Linked DNA regions of Zea mays: region 2 is linked to region 1. The links are chromatin contacts, called in public Hi-C maps. All regions are on one chromosome and are shown on one strand. Each heading gives the region's core, a stretch centred on a gene start, on an enhancer-like site or on the middle of the called end of the contact. The rest is flanking DNA. Distances are from core to core; before and after follow the strand shown.

What was found. Hi-C and Micro-C count contacts between places; a contact is called where the count stands out from the background.
Region 2: a contact with region 1 is called in a Hi-C map of bundle sheath, with 5 times the contacts expected there. The contact joins the promoter of LOC100191531 here to the promoter of LOC100192679 in region 1. A contact is called at or near these places in 5 of 25 Hi-C or Micro-C datasets (bundle sheath, ear, leaf and 1 more).

Annotation. Positions count from the first base shown.
Region 1 is chr1:198,844,923-198,851,866 of Zm-B73-REFERENCE-NAM-5.0, forward strand. It overlaps LOC100192679, which reads right to left and starts at 3,575. Exons shown (of 2, transcript NM_001137886.3): 1 at 3,201-3,575; 2 at 1,030-1,248. The coding sequence starts at 3,503. The coding sequence ends at 1,177.
Region 2 is chr1:199,010,622-199,017,565 of Zm-B73-REFERENCE-NAM-5.0, forward strand. It overlaps LOC100191531 (putative bifunctional inhibitor/LTP/seed storage protein family), which reads right to left and starts at 4,525. Exons shown (of 3, transcript NM_001136962.1): 1 at 4,020-4,525; 2 at 3,409-3,468; 3 at 2,938-3,275. The coding sequence starts at 4,377. The coding sequence ends at 3,148. It overlaps LOC100281371, which reads right to left. Exons shown (of 4, transcript NM_001154289.1): 3 at 6,784-6,891; 4 at 5,799-6,262. The coding sequence ends at 6,129.

The sequences.
Region 1 (6,944 bases), core at 2,325-4,824:
TATTGATTGGCCTCGAAGCCGCAGCGGCTTAATAAGAAGAAACAAGGAGATTGACATAGACAAACAAATTAATTTTAGAAATACAATTACTTTGATACTCCCTCCATCCAAATATATAGTTTTTTCTAATACTCTTTTTTTTCCATCCGGGTTGGAACGAATGATAATCATCGGGATATTTGCTTTGGATTAAAGACGACTATTTAGACTACTACATCTGTAATACATATAGACAAAAACATCATAGAAACAGACAAAGCCGATACGAATTAAAACTAAGCGAACAGGCTAAGCTGTCCTTATTCATCAATGTCTGTTTATAGCAATTTTACAATGCAGTCTAGTTTATTTTTATAGCCATAGCAATTGATGTAGCGCTGAAAAGAAGACCAGCCGAACAGCCATACAAACTACATTTATGAATTAATTAATTAATATATATTTAGTCAAAACAAATTATATTTTGAGGTGATGGAGGGAGTATTATTTTTCCCCATTCTTTGTTGTCACTTGTTTCTTGTTTGAAATTATGGATTACGCCCCCAAAAAATATAGTTCCTAAATTTGTCAGGAATTTTTTTTGGGGGAAGTTACAAATTTTGAGAACTCAATTTTGTTGTCAGTTGGAAAAGCAGAAAATGTCACTTCATTTCTAGAAAATTATGAACATTAAATTCAACTAGTTGCAGGCAGAGAAAGAAAAAGGTTTGTCGCTCGCGGATCTCAATTGTCACTGGTACTTCGAAATTATGGTACACACTGAATTCAATTTTATTAGTCATAGACACAAGAGTATTCGATTCAACCTCGTTAACCAGACATACAAAATCGAGGGGGGGTTTACCACATCTTGCCCGAAGACTTCCCCTCTGCAGAAGAACCGAAAATTTCCAACAGCTCCAGGTACAAGCACCAGAAACTCGAATGCCTGCTGTTGTAACAAAATGCGTATCAAGTAGCTACGACCGTTTCAATTCACATTCCACAAAGAAATGGTGCAACCAGTACATGATTCAAAACAACTGAAATAATCCAAGTCTAGCAATTTCTTGTAATACAGTGAAGCAGCCAACAAAGAAGATACAAAAGAGACCAGAGTAGCGGCAACATTAAGTATTCATCGTTTCAACATGAAACCCTTAATCAATTCCTTCATCACAAGAGTATCGGGTGTCTTTAGCCATAGTTCAGGCGGAACATGTCATTCTGCACGAAGAAGGACCCAGCGGCCGGCAGCAAATGGAATGCCTACAGAGACAAGAGTATCACATCATGGGAACGCAGAATACTTGTGCTGGAGTAGGAACATAAAGAATCAAAGTGAGGCAAGATGTGCGCTCTGTGCGTAAAAAACAATGCACTACAAGCAATTTACATTTCTACAAACCATGAATTGGATAAGGAGGGGTTGCTATCGAAATTCAATCATTACACAAACTATTACAAGCCTTTGACCAACAGCTTCTTTACCAGTACAGATTTTGTTAATACAAAATTGATGTTATTAGATTCATAATACTAAAAAATAATTACTCATGACTCTGAGTATCATTTTGTATCACATAAATGACATGCTAACAGAGTAATTGACGGTCAAAGAATGGTCAAAGAATTGTCCTAACGAAATGAAAATTATAGTTTCGAACAGGACAAATACTAATCTAGTGTTTAAAACCCCAAGCTGCACACCAGAACCTTACTAGCATCTATAACGTTAGCCATGCGAGAAGTAGGGTAAGTTGATAGTTCTGTCTATGGCCTCCAACATAGGAGTTTATGATCAAAGATACAGAAGTATCAAACCAAATCTTTATATAGTTCAATTTAAGATAAACTGTACACAAAAGACATCATGCACATGTTATACACGCAAACATTAATAAATTAACAGATCTTCCATTAAGAGATACAATCATACAACTGTGGCATTAACCTTCTAAGTACTCGTAAGTTTGAAACTTAACTTGCAAAATGAATAATATGGAAAAAATATACAAAATAATATAGAAGGCATGCAAATATTAAACTTTCTAAAACATACATGGGCAAATGTTTAAAAGTTTCATGCTGGAAATGAAGTTTATTTGTTTCCGCAGAGGCAATGAATTCATTTCTAACTGCTTCAGGAGACAATGGCAGAACACGGTACACAGATGTTTAAGAAAGACCTCCGGACCGCAGATACAAACACTAGTACTTCAAATTCACTGCATGCTAAAGGATTTCTGGAGTGGGAGTTCAAGACTCCAAGGAAAAAAGGCAAAAAAATTGATCAGCTAGTCTACGAATCATAAAAAAGGAAATATGCATGTCTAACCCTAGCTCAGCAGAACTGCAGCACTGCAAAAATAATTGCAAGAACCAGTGACTCTGCCATGGAATGGAACTTAAAGCCACAGAGACGAACAGAAATTTTACACTTGAATCGCCACCACCCGACCACCCCAGCAAAGTGGCGGGCAGCCAGGCTCCTCCACGAGCTGTCAAAGGCAAATTTTATTCCTGTTGGATAAAAACGCTGCATTTTTCCTATATAAATTTCTTGCATAATAAGAATCGCCTGGGCTGCCAAAAGTTTTTGGCTCTGCCACTGGTAGCACGAACAATTTCTTTAAGGGCTAGTTTGGGAGCCACAAAATCGGAGGGGATTGGAGGGGCTATAATCTTCTTGTTATTCAAATTTAAATAAGAAGTGGATTCTAGCCCCTCCAATCCTCTCCGGTTTTGTGGCTCCCAAACTAGCCCTTAGAGTTGAAAGGCCAACAGAACGTATAGACAACAACACACCAGCATGTCCCATAAATCAAAACAAAACTGAAAAATGGGTAGAATAAGGACTAGTATAAACAATTATGTATAGATCTAAACGAAACAAGGTGGCTAGTGAAAAACAAATCTCTGAAACGAATATCGACTGGCACAGTTAACAACTTCATCACAAGGGCAATGGACCAGACATTTGTACTAACAGATAATCATAAGACCAATCAATATAGTAAGAACAAATGATTGGCACCATTCAATCAAAATAACAAACAAAGCGAGGGCCTTCTACGGACTACCACGAGATTAGGGCCAGAATCACAAGAGTGACAGCGGATCGCATCAGGTGACGAGTCATCACGGACCACGCACGATGAAATAAGGCTTACTCCTACAAGCGGGAAGAAAGCGGATCGAGGCCAAGCGGGGGTGCATACCTGGGAGAACTTGATGGGGTGCTCCTCGGGGCCGGTGCGTATGGAACCGGAGACGAAGACGAGCATGCCTCCCTGGGGACCCGATGGCTGGCAGTCTACGGTGACGATCTGATGCTCGCAGGCCTGGAAAGGGAGAGATCCGAGCTTGCCGGCAATGGCGGAGGGGCCCTGGAACTTCTGGCCCTCGAAGGTGAGCATGGAGGTCTCCTGGTACAGCCCAACCAGCGCCGCGCGGTTGGTGTCGAACGTTCGGTAGTAATGCTCCACGAAGGCCTTCGCTACCGCGTCAGGGTCCATCGCCATCACCTCGCCGCCGCCGGTCAAGCACGCTCCTAGGGTTTCGAGGAGCTCGGCGAAAGAGATAGAGCGTTGCGGTATGAGCAAGAGGAGACCTGGATGGAGAGGAGCACAGGGAAATTTGGCCCTGGGTAGTGGGGCCGCGGGTCCGGGTTGGCGTGAAAAGAACGCGACAAATGGGTGGTTGGGCCTGGGCTACAAATGGGCCTGGTACCCATGCGACGAGCAGGAGGTGCTTTTTAGACTGTTCACCTTCAAGAAACTAGACTTAACAAGTTAAATTTTAGCTAATTAATAACAAAATAAACTTCCAACAGACTAGATATTAAACTCATCAAGCTATGTGGCTCTCTAAATTGGCTCTCTCACTAACCAAATTTAGCTAGTCACTCCGGCTAGCCAAACTAACTTTTATGTTAAAGAGTCTATTGGAATAAAATGATATATATATAAAGGTTGATTTTTATAAAAAAGTAAATAAAGAGTCAAAAATAAAGAGTTTTTTGAAGATGCTCTTACAACGGTTCCTCTCGACTCACTTTATATTCATACCCGTTTGAGCAATTTTAATAGATCTCTAAATCCTAAATTTAAGAAATAAATAGTAAAATATTTCTCTACTAATTCTCAAATACACGATCATAACAGTTATATATATATAGGGTAGGTATAACGGGAGCTCTGGGCTTCCAATAGTTAAAGGAAGCCCAGGCCGACCACCCCTGCAAACTGGTTTAACCAGCGCGCCCAAACAGGCTGTCGGGTGCGCCACCTGCCCCACGTCTGTTAGCGAAAAAAAAGGAATGCATGCATAAGTCAAACACGATCCAATGCATGCGCATAAATTTAGGAAAGATATGTGCGGCAGTTTCTGTTTTTAAAATCCTTTATTTCCTCCATAAATTTAGGATCGCTGCAACAGCCATGCAGCTAGACGCATAAAGACCATTTTATGATATATACTGAGACTAAATATGCTACACTGTGTTAATAATTATGCAATTCGATATATTGCGTAAAAATCTGTTACCAGCTGCATGCACACGAATTTATGATAAAAATAATGTGCAATGAAAGGAAATGAATTACACGCATAGAAACAAAAAATTGTATTTAATGTTTTATTTCCTTCATAAATATAAGATCCCTCCAACAGTCATGCAGCTAAAACACATTAAATCTAGTTTATGATATATACTGATACAAATTATACTACATGGTGTAGGTATTTATGTAATTCGTTACACTGCGTAAAAAATATGGCATGTTGTTCACTGGTGGACGCACCTCCGGGTTGGAGCGTAATAACCTTAAGTTTTGAGCATAACATCCCTCAATTATAAGCGTATATACCGAGCCAATGTGAGAGGTTGATAGCTCTAGTAGGTTGTTATTACGATCCTATTTTTATGGCAGATCCGAAAAACATGGCAGTCGCATGCATGCGGTTATACAGATCCTAAAATTATGGCAAAATGCATGCATGAGTCAATCACGTTCCTTTGCATGCGCGTAAATTTAGGAAAGATATGTGTGGCGGTTTCTATTTTAAATGCTTTATTTCCTCCATAAATTTAGGATCGCTGAAACAGACATGCAACTAAAACTCGTAATGACCATTTTATGCTATATACTGATACTAAATATGCTACACTGTGTAGATAATTATGCAATTCGGTATACTGCGTAAAAATCTGCTACAGGCTGCATGCACACGAATTTATGATGGAAAGAATATGCAATGAAAGGAAATGAATTGCATGCATAGAAACAAAAAAATCACATTTAATGTTTTATTTCCTTCATAAATATAGGATCCCTCCAACAGCCATGCAACTAAACGCATTAGAACTAGTTTATGATGTATACTGAAACAAATTATACTACACGATGTAGGTATTTATGCAATTCCTTACACTGCGTAAAAAATCTGGCATGTTGTTCACTGGTGGACGCATCTCCGGGTGGAGCGTTGTCGGGGACCATAATTAGGGGTACCCTCAAGACGCCTAATTCTCAGCTGGTAACCCCCATCAGCATAAAGCTGCAAAGGCCTGATGGGTACGATTGAGTCAGGGATCAAGTCCACACGAGTGACTCGATCACGCTTCGTCCGAGCCTAGAGATGGCAACGGGTACAAACCCGCTGGGTTTTGCCATCCCAAACCCGTACCCGTGAAAAATATCTATGCCCATTAAAAAACCCGTACCCATGACGGGTTTGAGATTTTGCCCAAACCCGTACCCATCGGGTTAGCGGGTACCCATGGGTTACCCGTGGGTTTCATCTCCAATATACTTGTTCTTCTCATAATCAATAAGTATCGTAATGATTAATGAGATCATGATCCAAATTTTATGTAATGAACAATGAGTTCATGATTTGGTATAAAAATTATTAGTAGAGAGAATGAAATACAAATAATAACTTGTATAATTAAGTGACCTTGCACTAAGTTATCCATCCATCACATATATAACACTTGTAAAAACTATAATAGCAAGCAAGCAACACTCTCACCGACTACTGATACATTCACCAGTTGATAAAAATTAGGAAGTAAATAAGAAATAACAAGTTTGTTGTTCATTTATAAAATAAAATGACAATATGCACTAGGTTTGGTCGGGTTTAAAGAACCCACGGGTTCACGGGTTTGGGTACTATAGGAACAAACCCGTACCCATAAACCCGCCGGGTATAGATTTATGTCCATTAACAAACCCATGGGTATGAAAATTGACCCAAACCCGTACCCTAATGGGGTAAAAACCCATCGGGTTTCGGGTTTCGGGTACCCATTGCCATCTCTATCCGAGCCTAGCCTCGGCCAAGGGCAGCCGACCTCGAGAGACTTCCGTCTCGCCCGAGGCCCCCCTTTTAACGGCGGACACACCTCCGGCTCGCCCGAGGCCTTGGCTTCGCTTAGAAGCAACCCTGACTAAATCGCCGCACCGACTGACCAAGTTGCAGGAGCATTTAACGCAAAGGTGGCCTGACACCTCTATCCTGACGCGCGCCCCGGCAGAGCCGAAGTGACTGCCGTCACTCCGCCGCTCCACTGACCGGTCTGACAGAAGGACAGCGCCGCCTGCGCCACTCCGACTGCAGTGCCACTCGACAGAGTGAGTCTGACAGGCAGTCAGACCTCGCCAGAGGCGCCATAGGAAACTCCGCTCCGCCCGACCCCAGGGCTCGGACTCGGGCTAAGACCCGGAAGACGGCGAACTCCGCTCCGCCCGACCCCAGGGCTCGGACTCGGGCTAAGACCCGGAAGACGGCGAACTCCGCTCCGCCCGACCCCAGGGCTCGGACTCGGGCTAAGACCCGGAAGACGGCGAACTCCGCTCCACCCGACCCCAGGGCTCGGACTCGGGCTAAGACCCGGAAGACGGCGAACTCCGCTCCGCCCGACCCCAGGGCTCGGACTCGGGCTAAGACCCGGA
Region 2 (6,944 bases), core at 3,275-5,774, 170 kb after region 1:
AACAATTTTGAGTTCTCATTTGCATTGATATTGCACTCGTTCTAGTTGCTTTATATTGTATTGGCATAAATCACCAAAAAGGGGGAGATTGAAAGGGAAATGTGCCCTTGGGCCATTTCTAAGTATTTTGGTGATTGAGTGCCAATGCAAGTGCTTTTGTGTTGATCTATGCAAAGTGGTGGACAAAGTGCAAATCATGTCAAAAGGTATGTTTCTCAGACTTAGTACATTGTTTTAGAGACTAATGTAATGTGTCTAAGTGCTGAAAATAGGAAAGGACCAATTGGAAATGTCTTGGCTCGAGCAGCCAAGACTCTGCTCAGTCTGGGAGCACCGGACAGTGTCCGGTGCGCCAGACTGGCTCGGGCGAACTGGCCGCTCTCGGGAAATCGTCGGCGACGTACGGCTATAATTCACCGGACTGTCCGGTGTGCACCGGACTGTCCGGTGAGCCAACAGTCAGCCGGGCCAACGGTCGGCCGCGCGATCTGCGCGGGACACGTGGCCGAGCCAACGGCTAGAAGGGGACACCGGACATGTCCGGTGCGCTAACGGCTCTCAGATTGCCAACGGTCGGCTTCGCCATTTAAGGAAAGAAATCCGCACCGGACAGTGTCCGGTGTACACCGGACTGTCCGGTGCGCCACGCGACAGAAGGCAAGAATTGCCTTCCCAGATTGCTCTCAACGACTCCTAGCTGCCTTGGGGCTATAAAAGGGACCCCTAGGCGCATGGAGGAGAACACCAAGCATCCCTTGAGCACTATTGATCACTCACACATCATTCTTGCGCACTCGTTCGACATTCTAGTGATTTGAGCTCCGTTCTAGTGTGCTAGTCATTCGAGCTTAAGTCTGGGTTCTGTGTGTGCGTATTTGCTGTGATCTTTGTGTCTTGTGTGAGTTGCTAATCCCTCCCTTGCTCCGTGCTTCTTTGTGAACTTCAAGTGTAAGGGCGAGAGGCTCCAAGTTGTGGAGATTCCTCGCAAACGGGATTAAGAAAAGCAAAGAAAAACACCGTGGTATTCAAGTGGGTCTTTGGACCGCTTGAGAGGGGTTGATTGCAACCCTCGTCCGTTGGGACGCCACAACGTGGAGTAGGCAAGCGTTGGTCTTGGCCGAACCACGGGATAAACCATTGTGCCATCTCTGTGATTGATATCTTGTGGTTATTGTGTTTTGTTGAGATTACTCTCTAGCCACTTGGCAATTATTGTGCTAACGTTAATCAAGTTTTTGTGGCTTTAAGTTTAAGTTTTACAGGATCACCTATTCACCCCCTCTAGGTGCTCTCAGAGGCGCTCCGCTATAATTCACCGGAATGTCGGGTGTACCATCGGACAGTGTCCGGTGCCCTAGGGGAGAGCGACTCTGAACTCGCCAGCTTCGGATTTCCGCTCCGCTATAATTCACCGGACATGTCCGGTGCACACCGGACTGTCCGGTGAGCCAGCGGAGCAACGGCTACTTCGCGCGCAACGGTCGACTGCAACGCATTAAATGCGCGCCAGCACGCGCGGGTGGCACACCGGACAGTCTACAGGACTTGTCCGGTGCACCACCGGACAGCCAGGCGGGCCCACAAGTCAGAGCTCCAACGGTCGGAACCCAACGGTCAGGTGACGTGGCTGATGCATCGGACACTGTCCGGTGGCGCACCGGACTGTCTGGTGCGCCATGCAACAGCAGCCTCTACCAAACATCTAGTTTGGTGGTTGGGGCTATAATACCCCCAACCACCCCACATTCAAGTCATCCAAATTTTCCACCTTCCAACTACTTACAAGAGCTAAGCATTCAATACAAGACACACCAAAGTGATCAAATCATCTCCCAATTCCACACAAGGCTTTAGTGATTAGTGAGAGAGATTTGTTGTGTTCTTTTGAGCTCTTGCGCTTATATTGCTTTCTTTCTCATTCTTTCTTGCGATCAACTCAATTGTAACCAAGGCAAGAGACACCAATTGTGTGGTGGTCCTTGCGGGGAAGTTTGATTCCCGTTTGATTGAGAAGAGAAGCTCACTCGGTCCGAGGGACCGTTTGAGAGAGAGAAAGGGTTGAAAGAGACCCGGTCTTTGTGACCACCTCAACGGGGTGTAGGTTTGCAAGAACCGAACCTCGGTAAAACAAATCTGCGTGTCACACTCTTTATTCGCTTGCGATTTATTTTGCACTCTCTCTCTCGGACTCGATTATATTTCTAACGCTAACCCGGCTTGTAGTTGTGATTAAGTTTGTAAATTTCAGATTCGCCCTATTCACCCCCTCTAGGCGACTTTCACATGACAATTTTTTGGTTTTTCTGTGTTCTGATTTAGTTGGTTGAATGCTGTAAGGCAGAAACTGAGTTACTTCATTATCTTAATGAAATAAAAAATCCTTCCTCGGAAAAAACAACAACATCAACAATCCCACTTTCATTCACTTCTCCATGGGAACAAACAAGGTCATGACTAGCAACAATGCATCTTCAGAGTTCAGATATGCGGAAATACCTTGGTACATTAAACAACACTGCGGTGTTCTTGTCAAAGGAAAGGCGTAACGATCGTTTTGTTCGGTTGCTGACAGTTTTTTTTTTTTTTTGGTCCGCGACTGCAAGCAGAGCCGAGCTGAATCCAGCAGGCGTCGGCGCCTGTCCAGACTTGATGATGCAGACCGGCCAACGAGCTCCATTTTTCATGGAACCGATCATTGTGGCGCGCTGATCACTTCCATGAAGAACAAAAAAAAGGATTTGGTCGGCAAGGTTTTACACTGGTACGGAAAACATTTGCTTCTCGCTCTACGGATAGCTGATGCTGCGAATTTCAGACTTCAAATAAAACGGGCTAAAACGGAAAACACAACAACTAGGTTATTTGAATTGTTTACTGCGCTGAAACTCCGTTCATCCAGAACAAACAAACAAACAAACAAACAAAAAAGCTTGTAAATGGCGACGCACAAGGAGAAACCATCCATTGTCACAAGTCACCATGAAACACGGTACAGGGAAAGAGGGAGGGAACAACGTCTCAGCTGGATCTATTTTTTTTTATGAGATAGTACAGAGTAGACATGGGCTAGCGGAACGCAGCACGAGAACGAATCCACAGGAGGGTAAAAAAAAACCGCCGCTGCTCCTTTGAGAGGAGGTCGGTCCATCAGAAGAGTGACGAGGCGATCGCGGAGACCACGGCGAGCGCGACGCCGCCGCTGACCCCAGCCCGGAGCTTGACGCCGCTGCCCGCGGCGCTGTCGCTCGCAGGGTTGCCGCCGGCTGACGGCGTGACTGCAGGAGAAAACAGAACGGTGACGGCGGTTGCCAGTTAGTTGAGTGCAGTGCAGTGGCCAGTGGGTTACTGGATGGGTGGCGAACTGGCGATGATACGAAGGGTTCACTTGAGAGAGCTGAGAGCACTCACTCTTGGAGGCGTTGGCGAAGAGGGCGTAGTCCGCAGAGCCCGGCTTCAGGTTCAGCAGGGCTGTAGCGAAACAGACAGGGGGAAGGGAGGCGTCAGGTATTATGAACGGATAATATTAAAAAAACATCCGGAATTATTTTACAAGATGCGAGTCATCAGCTCTTTGAGTATAGTTAAATGTCTGTCTATACCCATTATTTATGATATATATGCTTAATTGAATCTCAGCATACTCAAGTACATCTACCTTGACACTAACCCGCTATATACTAGTATTTAGTATCCTCTTCGTCCCTAAATGAACGTGCATCCCGTTTGACTCAATTTTGATTTCGATTATATTTATGAAAAATATTTATATTTCCATATAGGTTTATTACGAAGAGGAAGTATATGATTGTTGATCTACTATAACGGTACAGTATAAAAATTAGTAGATCTGAGAGAGTAGGAAGCTAGGAGCATGGGCTGAGATCCGATCCACGCAAAGCCGGCCCAACCAAAGCACACAGCCCACTGTGGTTTCATCATTTGCAAGTGATCAGCGGCTTTAATCAGAGCTAACACTGCCATGGTCAGTGAGGGAGGGAGCGGGAGTCGCTAGCACTCACTGATGCAGAGCGAGACGTTGGAGTTGGGGAGGTTGCAGGCGGCGGGGAGCGCCATGAGTCGGTCGAAGCGCAGTCCGAGCGACTGCACCTGGTTGCGCCCCGTGTGCGTCTGCTGGATGATGTAGCAGAGGCACTCGGGGCGCGCCTTCTCCGTGTCGCCGGCGTCGCCGCAGCAGGTGGACGAGGGCGACGCCGCGTGCCCCGTCGCGTAGTCCATGCAGTCCGTCAGCTTCCCGAAGTCCCCCTGGCACTTGCTCTGCAGCGGGTCCGCCGCCGGCGGCGACTGCGCGGCCGCGGCGCAGCACCACGCCGCCAGCAGCAGCAGGCACCACCACCACCACTGCCTCCTCGTGGCCATGCTAGCCGGCCGGGTGCTGCGACGACGACGACGACGACGACCTGCTGGCTACGCTCGGCCGAAAGAGTGGCCCAGGCCGGTCGTCGCTCGCCGCTCTACTTTTATTTGCTTGGCTGCTCGTGCCAGATGCGAAGATAGAGGAGGAGGAGCAGGGAAATGGGGCGGGCGGCGTTTATAGGCTGGGCGGGGCGGCGGGCGCGCATTGAAGCCGGGGCCGGTGAGAGTTGGATGACGGCATTGAATTGAGGAGGGGGGAGAGTAATTCGTTCCCGGTACGTGTCGCCGTCGCACGCACCACGTATAGGTGTCATCCGCAGTGACGGGCGGTACAAGTGTACGTACTGCGCCTACCAGAGCCCAGTGACGACGTGTCCCTGCCTCCCCATCGACATCTGCCGCCCTGCTGCTCCTGCTCTGGTTGTTGCATCGCCCGTTGCTCATGCGAATCGCGTTGGCGCTGCTTGCTTCTGGCTGGCTGTCTTGGGCGGCGGTGGCGGCGGGCCCGTCGCGTCTGCGGCGCTGACCGCTGACACAGCGGGGGCGAAGCTTCAAGTCCAAGCCCGCCTGCGATTTGAATGCGAGGCAAGATGGGGGCGACGACGGTGCTCGGAGCTGAGCATGGCTACCCATCATTCGTTGCACCTTGCACTTGCACAGGGCGGCGAGCGGCATTTCGCGGATGGCGTCGGCAGTTTTTTCCTGGGAAGGACGGCCTGCCCAGCTGCTCGTGCCGTGCCGTTGAGAGCCAGGCTCGTGGTGGGCACGCCCGAGCCACCGCCGAATCGCCAAGGTGATTGCTGATTGTTCAGTTCAGCCACGTTCCTGCGTCTGTCTTCCTTGCCCTGCCCCAGCGGCAAATTGTGCGCCATTGATTACGCTGCCTGCTACAGGGCCAGGGCGGGGTGCTCGACGGAGCTCCAAGTATGCACACTGCAAGTCAAGTCCTACTGGTTCACACGTTGCTGTCGTCGACGAACCCATTCCCGGCCTTCATCGATCCTGTGTTGTTCTCTAGTCTAGATGCGAAGTAAACTCTCACCCCCGCAGCCTCGAACGCACTGCACCAAGCACATGCGACGCTTTTTTTTATTCAGGATTGCGTGCTTTTTTTCAGGACGGGCCACAACCACATGCGATGCAGAGAAACAGCTGACGAACGCCACGGGCAACCGATTCAGTAACTGAATTCAGGCACGGTGGTTGGGCGCTGATGAATTGGCGATTGCTTCGGTTGGGTAGGGCCAGCCCTCGGCTCAAAGTGCACCGACACGGCACGCATGACACATGTGGTGTGGTTGTGCCCACACTACAGACCTCCATCTAGAGAGCCGGCAGCTGAAGCTGGAGATTCTCCTCGCCGCCTTCAATTCTGCACAGCCATTTATTCTCTGAAAACAATGGGCGCATCGAGCGTACAGTATAGTATCCGTCTACGGCAAGTCATTCACAGTTGTGTCGTACAACCAGCACAGAAAAAAAAACCTCTACTATCTTGTACAGACTACAGGCAACCTTGTTGTTACTGGTTGCTACTACAGAAACAAGGCGATAAAATGCTGAGGCAGAATGAAGGCTAAATCGACGGTTTAAACTTTGAAGAGTTCTCATCTGTGGAATCACAAAAAAAATATTACATGTAACTGAAGTCCACAAACATGTGGTATTTAGCTGATCTAGCAACCATTCGAATTCGTAACGGTTATGTCGGTGTGATCATGGTGGCTGCGAAGGGCAAGTTGGCTACTGTTGCCTTAAACCCGAGACGTCCCCAGCTTGCGCTCGAAGAGCCGGCGCAGGAGGTAGACTTGGATGACGCTGGCGGCGATCAGCGCCGCTGACTCGAAGAGCGCCTTATGGACTGCCCTCCTGCTCATGTTCTCGTTCACTGCGACACGGAAGGAGGGATGATTAGCCCACCGATCTTGGGATGATACCAGCGCTTGGCAAAGTTTAATACTAGCATCTTAGATAAACCCATGGTAAAAATGTAAAGAGAAGAGGCAATTCACTGCTGCGTAGGAAGGAAGCATGAGAACAGATAGTGAAGGCTAGGGGGCATCGTTACAAAAAACGCTGCAAGCAAAACATAACAGGAGAAACAAAACCATCATTACCAGATCCCACAAAGCATGAGACTTGTTTGGCCCACCGCATCGGAAATTCAGTACAGCTTTACAATAATTCCTATATAAAATTGATCATTCGATCTAGATATTTTCAAACTCATTACTCCTGTTAAGCTATTCCATCATGATATTAATGTTATTTATTCATCACAACTGCCCACAAACCACCAAGAACTACACCACATATGACCCCCTCATGATATTAGGTTCAACAGGGGCGTAAGGTGAAAAACACTCAAAATAGTATTTTTATGGAGAAGGTAAAAGGGGATACACTTACATATTGCTTGACGGTCAGTCTGGGCCTCTAGCCAGTGCTGTTCGAACTGAATATTGTAAAGTGCCTCATCCAACTTGCCTATTTGCTCAAAAAGTGGTGCAAAATGCTCTGCGCCACATTCAGGAAACAGGAGTTCAGTGCAAAGTTTTTGCTAGCCGAAG